Regions from separate parts of the Zea mays genome. Here region 1 is linked to region 2. Evidence: chromatin contacts called from public Hi-C data. All regions are on one chromosome and are shown on one strand. The core of a region is the stretch at or near the end of the contact, and the rest is flanking DNA. Distances in the headings are between cores, read along the strand shown.

What was found. Hi-C and Micro-C count contacts between places; a contact is called where the count stands out from the background.
Region 1: a Hi-C map of endosperm shows a contact between it and region 2, with 2.2 times the contacts expected there. The contact joins the enhancer-like site here to the promoter of LOC100193383 in region 2. A contact is called at or near these places in 4 of 25 Hi-C or Micro-C datasets (bundle sheath, endosperm, leaf and 1 more).

The regions. Positions count from the first base shown.
Region 1 is chr6:162,113,914-162,120,572 of Zm-B73-REFERENCE-NAM-5.0, reverse strand. No RefSeq gene overlaps it. Among protein-coding and RNA genes, the nearest start is that of LOC100193383, 64 kb to the right of the region's middle. Within about 2 kb of position 3,617, at least 16 of the 20 cell types and tissues checked have an H3K27ac peak or open chromatin away from gene starts, as enhancers often do. A contact at or near this core is called in endosperm and tassel, where this site is marked.
Region 2 is chr6:162,049,979-162,057,137 of Zm-B73-REFERENCE-NAM-5.0, reverse strand. LOC100193383 reads left to right here and starts at 4,324. Exons shown (of 6, transcript NM_001138512.1): 1 at 4,324-4,576; 2 at 4,832-4,919; 3 at 5,074-5,234; 4 at 5,327-5,378; 5 at 5,458-5,511; 6 at 6,551-7,159. The coding sequence starts at 4,481. The coding sequence ends at 5,474.

The DNA of each region.
Region 1 (6,659 bases), core at 2,368-4,867, 64 kb before region 2:
CCCCAAATAAACAATCGGGCATCCATCTAGGTCCCACCGCGGACGCGACGTAACATTGCTCAGCAGCACAGCGCTGATCCAGGCCCGTCTCCGTCACGGGACCCTCTCCTGGGCCCCTGGGGCCAATGACATGTGGGACAACAATTTCGCTCTCCCCTCTCAAGCCGAAGCAGCACAGTACAGCGGGGGGCGAGGAGGATTGCCTATTGTCACGTAGATGCCCGGGATACGGTCGTCACGTCGAGTGGTGTCAGTCGCGGTCCCGGGACGGGACGCGTGTCACGTCCCGATAGGGGGCAAGGCTACCGGGGCTATACGGGCGAGATACGGTCGTCGCTGCGCCTGCGCGACGCAAAAGATTACGATACAGAGAGTACGTGTGTACGTACGGCACTGGTGTAGATGCACAGCTGAGCACTGAAGCTAATGCAACGCAGACGCAAAAGATTACTAGTACTCTTGTCGTGTCGTCCCTGTGATGCTTTTGCTAGGGGTAGATTAGCTAGACAGTCAGGAAGTGACGTCCGTACGTGATGTTTCCATTTAACGTCACGTCCATCCATCACAGTGAGAGAGAGTGGCGCGCGAGCTACTAGAGTCGGAGAGAGAGGGCACAACTACTGGGTACTGGACCTGGACGGGACGAAGGAACCGGTCCTCCGTGTCCGTGGTCGAGCTTTCATTGTTACTGTTGGCCTATCAGTGGTGCCATGTAGCATTGTCACCGGAGTAGGATATATAAGCCAGCTCATCAGCGCAGGCCAGCGTACGTACACGGCGTCGTCATCCTGAGCCCTGAGCCCTCGCATGGCCGTCGAGCTATAGTGGAGCAACAGTACCAGGCACGTGGACGGACTGCTTCTGCATCCCTGTAGCGGCTAGTTTAGCGGTACTGTGCGCCATTGCTGCACTCTCTGCGCGCTCGCTCCACCTCTCATTCATCGCCCAGACACGGACCTCAGGACGGACGCCTGGTGCACCGCACCCGTACGACAAAGTCGTGCCCCTGGGCCGGCCTGGGCTGGCTCGCACGTACGCGTACGTCGTCAGTCCTCGATGAATGGCGTCGAGTTTTTACACAGCTGCCTGCCACGCACGCGGCAGGCACGGAGCCAGACAGACGAATCATGCACCAGAACTCGGGAACCCGAACGTACGGTACGGCGGAGTGTTTGGTCATTTGTCGATCCTTGGCTGTGTGTGCTGTCGATCCAAGCTATCGGGTCATTGAGCCTGAACGCCCACAAGCGCAGACTGTGCTGAGCGGTAGATCTTGGTGTCTATCTGTCTTCCCGGCGCACCACCGCCCGTGCCTCAGCGACCGGCCGGCCGGTCACGGACGTCGCGCAGCGCTAGCGCTAGCTGGCTGCATGCTACTGGCACTGCACGCACCACCGTGCGCGCGCATTGGCCGGAGCGGCGCTCGGGCGGTCGCAGTCACTCTAGTCTACTCTAGCCTCACAGGGGGACGCTGTCGCACGCAGCGACGCAGCGTCCGTCCGGCCATGAGCCCCATGAGCGCATGCACAGCGGCCGGCGGGGTCGCCCTGTGTTTTCCCTGTCCCACTCCCACAGCCAGGCCGGCGGCCATTGGCGCCTTCCTTCCTCGTGGGCTCGTGGCAGAGAGGGAAAGGGCCCGCCGAGTTAGTGGCGGTCAGAGACAGAGACAGCATGTAGACACCGCCACGAGGGGGAGCCTGGCGCCGGCACACACGTTTGTTCGGGCGGCGTAGAATGATCACCACCGTGGCGCTGCTGCGACGACGACGGACGTCGACCAAGATCTCTGAGAGAGAGAGAGAGAGAGAGAGAGAGAGAGAGAGAGAGAGAGAGAGAGAGAGGCGTGGTCGCGTGGAGCAGAGGAGCCCGAGTTTCCGGTCGAGCCCATGACGCGACCTCCGAGGCAGGCATGGCAGGCCACGCACTGCCGTGTCCGTGTCCGTGTCTCGGCGTGTGTTTGTGCAGTGTGCATGCATGGGCGCGGGGTCCCAGTGTGATCATCGGCTTTAATGGTTAATCGATGGATCACCGATTGGGGTGGGTGTGACCGGGGTGACAGTGTACCTGAGCCAGAACGGAGGCAAGCATGGAGCCTGGGTCCCGTTACTTGAGAGTTTGTGCACTGTCCATGAGTCATGAGATGGAAGGAGTTTTTTTTTGGAGGGGGGAGCCAACTACTACCAGACAACACCTACTTGATACTACTGACATTTGTATATTTTTGCATTGCAGCATCATGTGCACAAAATTTTCTCGCTCGTCCATAACTGATGTTTTTTACTCCCTTTACCAAATTAAAATGCATCCCTGTTTTTTTAAATAAAAACGTCTTAAGTTTGATCGGATTTATACAATAAAACAATCAGATTTATGGTATCAAATAAATCTCATAAGATTATTCATTAATCGTATTTTTTATAGTATAGATGTTGCCAGTTACCGTGAAGACAGTGTAACATCGTAGCATACACCCAAGCCGTCGTCGTCACTCCTCTCCCTACTGTGTGCTGCTTACAAGCTGACATCGTAGCGTTTTTATCACCGCGCGTGTGGATACCGTGAAGACAGTGTCATTGTTGTTGCGTTGTTGATGAGTAACGAACACGACTGAGAGAAAAAAAAAATGTTGCCTGTTGCCATTGGTAACCCCAACAGTCGCTGGATCTGAAATACAGAGCTCCCGCTCCTCTATACCTTTTCGTGTGGCATTTCATTTTGTTTCTGCGTGTACTGCAAGACCGAAGGATCTGTCAACACCGAAGGTCTCCTCTTTGCTTTTTTTTACTGTGTCTCGCAATAGCAGCTAGCGCCGATCTGAGACGCCATTTTCTTTTGTTCCTGAGCCGGCTCCGTTTGTCGCATTCATGTGCCAGCCCGGTGCTCTCCCTCCCAGGGAAAGGATACTACGATCCGTCAGTTCCAGGGCGCGGCCCTCGTAGTACGACGTTTATCTCTGGTCCTCTGCCGCGCTGTGCTGTGCTGCGGCCTGCGGTACTGGTACGTATCTAGCGTGACCTCTCAGACGTATGGCTACGGTACAGCCAGGTACGTATCTAGCGTCACCTCTGCCTGTACTGCTGGCGCTGGTACCGTGGTACGTGCCTCCGTGTCACCGCGTCACTGGCTGTGTGGATTGGATCGAACTTTTATGCAAATGCAATGCATGGTCACTCCTCCAACAGTCCAAGTCCATGGAGCAGTGTTCGTCTGTTCGTCAACGGTCAACACTCGCATTCGGGTCAGGCGGGGTGGGGTGGGCAAAATTAACATACTGTACTTCTTCGGGCCTTTCAAAATCCTCCATGCATGGCTTCACGAGAGTATACACGACCGCTGCAGTAACAGTGCAGGCACCGTCTGTGTTCGTGCGGCGGGCGGGCCTTTTTCGAATCTCCTCGGCGAGAGACTGCGCTGCGAGCGAGCGAGCGAGCAAGCAACCGTCCACGAGCATGTGCAAATGCAACAGGAAATGGCAGCAATCCATCCATCCATCCGCGGCCGCGATGCTGTAATAGTAGTAAAAATCTGTGCGAAGGTGTCGCACCCGGTCGAGACGCGTCGTCAAGGAGGAGACGAGGAGTAGACGTGATGCTTCGTTTCCTCCGGGTGAGGCCAACCCAGCCCATGTCCTGTCAGCTGCCTTGTCTTTTTTGGCGATAACTACGAGGTGCATGGTGGGCTGGCTGGTGGTCGCACTCGCACAGCGGTTTTCGGTATCGCCGCATCCGCCCTCAATTCCTCGCCGCCCTGTTCTGTTCCTGCCTGCCCGCTGTCGGTCTGCAGGTTGAGCTCGGACACGGAGCTGCCGAACGAACCGATTTTTTTGCATTTTAACCCTACATCGAAAACAATATCACGTTTGGACCCTAGAAAATTTTAATGTCATTTTTGGACCCTTTGCTCGGCGTCATAGGCTATGGCGCCGAGGTAGGTGCTGCGCTGGCCCAAACGGACAACGTGGCGCCGACGTGATACCAATCTTGGCGCCGAGCTTGATTCTGTACACAAAGGTCGTCTAGTTCAGTTGGTAGAGCGTAAGGCTTTTAACTTTGTGGTTGTGGGTTCGAGCCCCACGGTGGGTGTTCTTTTTTGTCTTTGTCACTGATTTGTTTTTTGTTGTCCAGATTTTTTGTTTATGTCGCTGATTTGTCCGTCCAAATTTATTTCTCATCCTGTTTTTTTGTTTTTTGACTGATTTGTTTATTCATCTAGATATTTTTTTGTTTTTCAGGAGCCAAGCTACTTTGCTTTTCATATCCTAACTGACGCTCAGAACTTCTATGCCATGAAACACTGGTTTGCCAGGAATTCGTATAAAAATGCAGCTATCTGTGTCATAAACTAGGAAGCAATTATTTTGGAGAAACTTCCAAAGTATACTATCCGGCAGCTGTATTTGCCAGAGGAGTTCCGTGTTCTCATTAGGAGCATTAAGCGGCCTACTGAAAACACAAGAATGAAATACCTGTCACTGTTCAGCCACTCACATTTCGTTATTCCAGAAATATTCAAGTATCTAAACCTTGACGCATCCACAACGTTGGAATATATATGTACTCATATTCGGATTATAGAATACAGGCTTATCTGTAGAAATATTCAGGTTTTTTTTCTTCACGTGCTTTTGTATAAAATCAAACTGGTGAGACTACAAAATTCATGTATTAATTTATATAATAATCTTGCATTTCAAATAGGCCATCGTATAGGATAGTCAATTCATGAATATTTGTGCTTCTTTTTACCGGATAAACAAAAAAAATATCTGGATGAATAAACAAATCAGTCACAAAAACAAAAAAACAGGATGAGAAATAAATTTGGACGGACAAATCAACGACATAAACAAAAAATTGGGACAACAAAAAAAATTAGTGACAAAGACAAAAAACACCCACCGTGGGGCTCGAACCCATAACCACAAGGTTAAGAGCTTTACGCTCTACCAACTGAGCTAGACGACCTTTGTGTACAGAAACGAGCTCGGCGCCAAGATCTATGACGCCGAGCTCGGTACCACGTCGGCGCCACGTCGTCCGTTTGGGCCAGCGCAGCACCTACCTCAGCGCTATAGCCTATGGCGCCGAGCTGTGTTACCTCGGCGCCATAGGCTATGGCGCCGAGCAAAGGGTCTAAAAATAACATTAAAATTTTCTAGGGTCCAAACGTGATATTGTTTTCGATGAAGGGTTAAAATGCAAAAAGCCGGTCGACGACTGCGGGCAACGACGGACCGTAACGTCGGCAACGGTGCACCCAACCCAACTCGTGGTCTTTGACGGCAGCAACATAAACTATGATCGTCCGCAGCGAGCTGGTGCTTGCCCGACCACAACACAACACAACACGACGCCCACCACCAACCAGTCACCGCGGACAGTTTGGGCCAGCTTATGGCCCTGTTTGGCACAGCTGCTGCTTGTTGAAAAAGCAGCTTATCTGATAAGCTGGTGAAAAGCAGCTTCTGCTTGTTGGCTGCTTTTAGTGTATTCTGAGAAGCAGCTGAACTGATAAGCTGCTGCAAAAGCTAGCTGTTTGGCAGAACTTCTGCTTAAATTTGTGAAGAAGCTGAAAATAAGCTGTGCCAAACAGGGCCTATAGTTTGCTTGCCCGACCGCCGTGGGCAAACGGAACGCACGGCATGGCGCGATGTGCTCTCCACAGGCGTGACTCCATTTCCAACACAGGCAGCACAGCACACGGATCATGTTTTCACACGCGGGCGGGCGCCCACGCGAACGCGTATTCGGCCGATCGGGCCAGAATCCCACGGCCCATGGGCCGAGCATCTTGTTGCATTCAAATCGCTCTCAGCGGTTCGCGTCGCGGGTATAGATGGATGGGCATGCAATGCAGGCCGTTTTAACATCTAGGACATAGTTTGAAACCACAAAACCGGAGTAGTTAGGAAGAAATAAAATCATTTTTTATTCAAAATTGAATAAGAAGAAGAATTTATTCTCTCCAATCTTCTTTAGTTTTTCTGTCTCCCAAACAGACCCCTACAATCACAGGCAGATCGGATGGCGCCACCAACGTGAGCCAGACGAGACGACCAGGTCGGCGTCACCTGCCGATAGAAATCGACGGGAGTTGGGGCCAGCTCGGTGTCCTGCCTGCGCTCGTCTCGTTCAGATTGGGTGGTGGTGCTGATGATGACTGATGACGGCTGGTGGCGCGCGCCTGTCGGTGGGTGCGCGTTGATGTACATACTGTTGAGAACTACGTTACCACGGATCACCAGTGTTGGGGGCCTTCGGCTTCCGAAGGTCCTTAAAAACATGATTTAACAGTGTTTTTAGAGTATAATGTGTGAGCAGGTATCTTCGGACTCGTATCAGAAAGGGAGAAGCTCAAAAGATACGAAGGTTGACACAGCGCCGAAGCTGTGAAGCAGGAAAGCTTCGGCATGTTCGCAGAAAAGGGAACCGACTTAAAGATGAAAAGGTCATTTAAACCTCGATAGATTGCTATAGAATTATCACCAAATGTAAAGGGCATGTATGTAATTTTGTATGGGTTGTACCCCGTGCCTATAAATAGGTGAACAGTACCCCCGTACTGTTCACGCTGACTTGGTGTTCACTTTTGCGTCACGCTTGTACTTTCATTTCCTTCAAATTGAAGGTACATCTGTAATCCAATGTTATTTTTATTTA
Region 2 (7,159 bases), core at 3,075-5,574:
TGATTTAACAATGACTAGTAGAAACTGTCGACTCTCAAATGTTATGGAAAAATAACACTGACGTATTTCTAATCCTTCTCCTTTACTTTGAATATTATTTTTACACAATTACTTTTTTTAGAATTGCCATGTAAAATAGGGTTTGAACTAGGCTATAAAACTTTTGTGCGCTAGACTAGAAGTGCTTCTTTAGGCACATGGGTAAAATGGGATAAGCGATAGGTGTCATTTATGCTAGAATTTTTTGTTATCCTATTTCTACCTCTCTACATCTCTCTTGGGGAGCTTGGTCCTTTAAATCAACATTTTGGTAAAAGCCACGACATCACCGGTGAGGACGGAGTTGTGGTGGGGAGGTGAATAGAGCCGAGAAAGGAAACATGTAGGCACCGAAAAATCTCGAGAAGCTCCTACAATCGGGATACTTATTTAAAAGCACACCCATAGTTTATTTACTATAAAAACTAAGGGCTAATTTAAAAACTCTATTGTTTCAAGTGAAATTAGTTATTTTTTCAGTTTATTTTTTCTTGGAAAAATATGAATCTCTTAGAAAAATAGAGTTTCCAAACTAGTCCTAAAACGGAAATACTACGCGTTTGGTCTAGCTCAAACAGTCAAACTTGGCTCCTTCATCGTGCAATAAATTCTCTATAAGCTCTATAAGGCAACTTAATGTAATGTCAAATGACTCATGTATCCATGGCTAAACTGAAATAGAGTGTTTCCTTCAAATTGTGTTTTCTTTTTAACAAATATTGCCAAATTTGAGCAAGAATACCATATAGGATGCCTTATATTTAAATACTATTTAGATGTCATAATGCATTATATTCTAGAACGGAGGAAAAAAAACCTTTGTCCATAAATGAACGCAGCTCTAGGCTCTCGATATTATCAAAAAAGAATGCAATTAGATATACACCAACTAATTAAAATATAGATATAGGACCCGGCGACCCGCTCAAGAAAAAAGAACCATCTCTGTTCGGGCCGGTCCACGCACCTCTTCGTAGAAGATAAATGCTTTGGATGCTCTGAGACACTGCTGCGATGATGGTGTGGTGTGGCTGGAAGAAAAAAGCAAGGCCACGTGAATAATTTTGCCTGTCTACTAATCAGTCCTCCGGGAACTAGATTTGCTTCCTTTTCAGAAAGGAGAACAACTTTTAAGGCACTGATTAGATTCTAAATTCTGAATCCCGTAGACCGATTTAATTTCTGAGGCTAATAAATAAAAAAAAACTGGAATTTCTTTTTTATAATGTTTAGCTAATTTTTTAGAAAATTTAGACCGTGCAAGTGTCTAAATTTTTAGTTTTCAACTTTGTAGGATAAATCTTTAGACCATAGAATCTAAACAGTCCCTAGCTAGATTATAAAGTGTTAGGTTTCTAGAGACTAATTTTTAATCTTTTTATTTTAATCTATTTTAGTGTCTAAATTATTAAATACGAAAATAAAACTATATTTTAGTTTCCGTATTTGGTAATTTAGAGACTACAATAAAGTAAAACAGAGGGACTAAAAATTAGTCTCTACAAACTAAACACGCTCTAAATAGCCTGATAAGCCACTCTAAACAAGATCTCAGTGTGGTTAATTGGATGGTTCTCGCGTAGGTGATATTATTGGTCTTTTTATATATATGGGTCAATGCAGGTAGATAATTTGCAAAATAAGTCAAACCGGAATCGGTCAATGTTGATGATTGATGAATAATTGTTTTTCAGCTTGTGATGCGCTCTCCATCGAAGTGATTCTAGATGATCTGGAATGAGCATCTTGTGCTGGTGGCAAATGGCATGAGCTAGTGCGGTGATGCTCGTTAGATGGAGCACCTCCTTTTGGATACGCATAGAAATAGAAGGATGTGAAAAGATATGTATAGTTTGGAAGATATGACGGTACTTACGAACCTGTTCAGTCAACACGTACACATTTTTGGCGACTGGTGAGTCGTGAAGTGCTACTGTTGTGTAAATTGCAGGTGTCGCCGTTCACTGTGAAGCTGAGTAAGGGATTCAGGGAATGTACAATAATGCAAGTAAATGTGAATACTTTCTCCTTACCTCGAAAGCGAACCTTTTCCTTTGATTAATAACATCTATAAAATTTATATAGACCACCTGTATAAAGTTTAGAATACTTTCATAATATATATTTTTAAGTTTAGATAATGCATTTCTAAAAAGGTTACCCCTCCGTTTCTTTTTAGTTGTCGCTGGATAGTTTAATTTTGCACTATCTAGCGACAACTAAAACGAAACGGAAGAAATACTAGTCAAAGTGATATCTTCTAGATTTTACGTAAATTTATCTATTTTTTTGTTTGCATAACACTATACAAACCAACCTAAATTTAATAATAAAGAAAATATTAGTCATATCCCTGTGCATTGCTATGTTTTTTATATATTATATAAATATTGTTTTTTAATATAACATAAAAATATATGTGTTTTATTGATTAGATAATTTTCGAATCTTTACTTGTGCATAATTTATTTTATTTTTGTATAAAGCGGGAAGGTAAACAGAACTTGATCTGATGAATGGCCTACCATCCATCACGTGGATGTTATTTTTCTACTGATGCCTCTATTCTAAATTATAATTTATTTTAACTTTATAAATAATTTTAGTTTTTAAAAGTTTACAAGTTCACTGGAAAGACACCATCGTTTGTAACATCAATTGTTTCAATAAATTATGTTATGTATTAAATACATTTTGAAATTGCATTTAATTAAAGTATAGATGTTAACATAATTTTAAGAAAAAACTTAATCAAAATCACAAAAATTTAACTTACTACAGAATCAATTTGGAACAAATGCAGTAGTTCGGGTTTAGATTATCTTTTCCATAAGGTTTTCACCTTTGAGTTGTAATTTGGCGGGGATGACATTTGTCAAAAGTAGACTGAACATCAGGTAGAGTTGTATCAAGGCCAGGTTATAGATTGTTTGGCACAGTCCACAATTAATTCGTATATAGTGTCGGGTTGGGTCAGGTTGGTCTGTGCCTTCCTGTGGAACGCGTCGTCGAGTCGTTTTTTTTTTGCTTTGGGTCGTGTTTTCGGTTAGGTCGTGTTTTGGATAAAAAATCATGGATTGTATCTATGCCATGGATTGTTGCGGGCCAAAACGTATGGTCTATTCCCGCCCATCATATTGTTTGGGTTAGGTTTTTTTGGCGAGCTAGACCAGGGCGATCGAGTCGAGGGGCCCATACTTAAGTACAGTAAAAAAATTATCTATAGTTATGATATTCGAACTTGTGTTACCAATAATTTATTTCTATGTTTTTTTATTAATTCCTATAACAACATGAGTGAGTCTAAAAAATGAAACTAGTTTGGGAAACAAATGACACATAGGTACTATAACGACATGCCAGCTAAAGGGGCAGCTAAAAGCAAGATAGCTAGTGTATCCAACAGGGAAGACATAGAGAGCAACCATTTTAGATAAGATGACAAAAAAGGTTAAATAAAAGCTAGCAAGGGGTATCTATTTTCATACATGTCTCTATGATAGAGAAGTACCACCATCCACCAACCCAATACCAGTACTATTTGACATAAATATAGATCGTAAAATGGCTTCTCTCCTGAATACACTAACAAGATAACCAACTAAACTATTGATGGCAGCCACGATGTTTGGTTCCACTCAAATAAAGTTTAGTCCTATTACATCGATGATAGTTGAGTCTTACATATAGTCTAATTATAAAAATAATTACATAAATAAAGACTAAAAGACGAAATAAATATATTAATCCTAACTAAGACTATATGTAATACTTATACTTGATATCCAAATATTTGATTTAACACAATCTAAACTTTTGTCTGTTGAACTAAATACTTCCTAAATGTCGCTAAAATGACTTCTTTCTAATGGAGGCCAAGGCTTGAATTCAGAGTCGTCCTTGAAATTTCGCGAGTATTATCAACCGCTTAAGAGTATGTACAATTCTAAAACGGTGGTTCGGTTTTTCAACTACAAAAGACAGCTAAGAGACTATATGATATAATTCTGATCCACTAAATCATAAATACAATTAAAAACATTATGTATAAAGAGTCATATAAAGAGAGTCCATCTTTTTTTTCACTTATAAACTCTTAAAACCCCCTCAAAAGCGTGTACATCCCCTAGCTATGCACTATTGCACTCTGCCAAGTCTGCAGGAGGATGAAAGCGAAACACAATTTTCTCCATCCAGCCCCCTTAAGATCTAGGAAATAGCGATACCGGGCTCCGTCGAGGCCTTTAAATGCCGGCACAGATGTTGGCCGGAGCAGGACGCCACGAGGCGAACAACCAACTGCTTCCTTCCGCGCCGCCGCCGCCTACAACGACCACTTCACGTGACTTACCTCTTCTCCGCCTCAAGTGTTCACGGCTCCATCCTCTCTAGAGTCTAAGCCCATCTCGCGAAGCCGCTAACGCCGAAAACGACCCTACATATGGAGGCGAAGAAGTCGGGTCCCGCCGCTGCCGGAGCCGCGGCGCCGCCGCCGGCTAACGGGTACTTCAGCACCGTCTTCTCCGCGTCGCCTGCGGTACGGGGCCGTCTCTTCACACCATCGTTCTGATGGATTCTTGGGGTCTTAGGGATCTTTTTCGTGGTTAGTGAATTGGTGCGATTTGCTGATGAGTCCGTTACTATGTTACGATTTGCGGAGTGAGCTCAACGTTTTTTTTCTCAATTTAAGTCTGATGATGAGGGATAATTTTGATAACAGAGGGAGCTATATGATTCTGTAAAATCTATTTGGATATGACGCTGACACTGTGGCTTCTGTTTTGCATTCAAGGGGAGCGCAAATGACGCAAAGCAGGCCGACCTGTACACGATGCTGAACAAGCAGAGCTCCAGAGGGCAGAATGGCAGTGGCATTACAGGTAGTTCTGGGTACTCCTGTCTATTTGATATATTTCTCTTCGATTTAGGTTGTGTTCACAAGCAAAGCGATACTTAGAACCTTTTTTTACCATCTTAGCTTAGCATTAATCTGGAGCATTTGATGTAAGTATGAAAGTTTAAATTCATGGTCAGATGGCAAATCACACGGCCGCCCTACTTACAAGGATGGAAAACATGCTTATCCAAATGACTCGTCAGAATCCCCTTACTTCGGTTCGTCCGTGCATTACGGTGGTCGGGAATTCTACAGCAGCACGTTACAGAAGCAGCCAGCCAATGAACCCCAGACAAAAGTACGTAGAACCTTTTTTATATATAAGTAATACATACCAATATACCATTTGGAGCACTGAAGTCTAATGTTTCTTTTGAATTTTAAATCCAGTACAAGGAGGACAAGTCGGATGGCTCTGCTACTAGAGGTGATTGGTGGCAAGGTATCATTGCATTAAGTTGTGTATTATCCTGAGTATACATGGGATGCATATGTACTCACTTGCTAGACTGCACTTTCAGGTTCACTTTATTACTGAACAATCTGCTGGGAACTCTCCTTTTTTTGTGAACAAGGTATACCATATATAGGACACATCATAGTTTCCAATTTGTGCTTTCCATTAGTAGTGCATTCCATTTTGAGTTATGTCCTTGTCAATGTCAACAACATCATACAGTTGTGTTTAGTTTGTTAACACCAGCATTTCAACCCATACTTACATCTTAACCAGCCTAGACTATATACTTCGACTTCAGAAGTTGTTCGGGGTTTTTTTGATAACAAATGATAGTTTGATAGTCTTCATACAAGTAACCCAATTGTGAGACATGCAGGATATGATGTAGAAGCTAAGTCCTAGAATTTTTTTCTGTCCCCAGGGATACTGCCCTTGATCATCTATCCAGCTTAGGTGTCCTATTCCAATCTTAGGAAGCTCAAAACATATCTTTCTTTTATGTTCTGTCACTATCCCGGCTCCATTCTGAAAAAAAAAATCGCAGTAGCCTGTAGAAGACTTACTTGCTAGTTGAATCCCAGACGGACTGCATGGTAGTGGAGGTTGACAACGACGGCTGTAACATAAAACTATCAACTTTTTTTATGAAGTGCAAGCTTTAACTTAATTAGTAGTAGAAAGTTTATCTTAGCAGCTTAGAGCAGGTTATATCACACCATCAGTTTTTACCTCCACTACTTTTTTTTTTGTGTAACTTGAAGTGAACTGCGGATCTTGGTGGATTAGTTGTTCTAAATCTCAATTTCATGGCAAGTAGTAGTATTACAATCTCTTGCAAGTGTTACCTTATGATTAAGATGCTGGCAAGTGTCACTTGTTAAAGAAAAAACGGTAGCAGGTATATAAGGCATAGGCATTAAGGATAACGGTGACACATAGGACTTGATCATGTTTTGAATAGCTTATCATGACAGCCTACACTTCCTTGAATCCTAGCAGCCCGCCACCCCCCTGTCACTTGCAATGCTTTCTCAGTGGCCTCATCATTTTGTTCACACCCTATTGCGCTACCCCTGTTTCTGCTGTTACTTGCGATGCTTTCTCCATGGCCTCACATCATTTTATTCACATCCTGTTCTCCTTTTGTTTTTCAGGAATAAAAAAGGGGTGGAGCTGAGCTTGGTTTGTCATAATAGTGTTGGAACTGTTGATGCGAGCCGTTAGGCATGGACCGAAAGTAATAGCTGTAATCCGGTCGGTGGAGGCAGTATTTAGATGCATCATCACACCTGGACAGACGTGGATGTAGGCTGCGTCCTTTTGTGTTCCTGTTTTCGCTAAGTGTGTTCTTGTGGTTTTAGATGTGCAGCCGTGCAGTGCTGAACTTACTAATGAACTGGTAGGTCAGCCTGAAGTAGTTTTGATAAAAGCAGTTGCCAAAGAGTCTGCAGCTCGCAGGATCACCTGCTATATGTGCGTGTTCCTGCTATCTTTCGGAAAGATTTGGGTTGTACATAATCTGTCCTTACCCTTCTTTTTTAAAAAAAAATTATGTTCCTACTATTCTTACTTACCCGTACTCTCAGTATGATGGAAAAGGATGAGGTGGAGTTTGGTGGCCCTGTTGTGACTGAGGTGTAAACCAGGCTTGCTTTCTATGTCCGTTCGTTATGGACTGGTCACGGTTACTCGCGCTCCGACAGACAGTGTCCTTTGATCCGATCAACATCTGGTGTCCAATCCTGACACACGCTACTAGACGC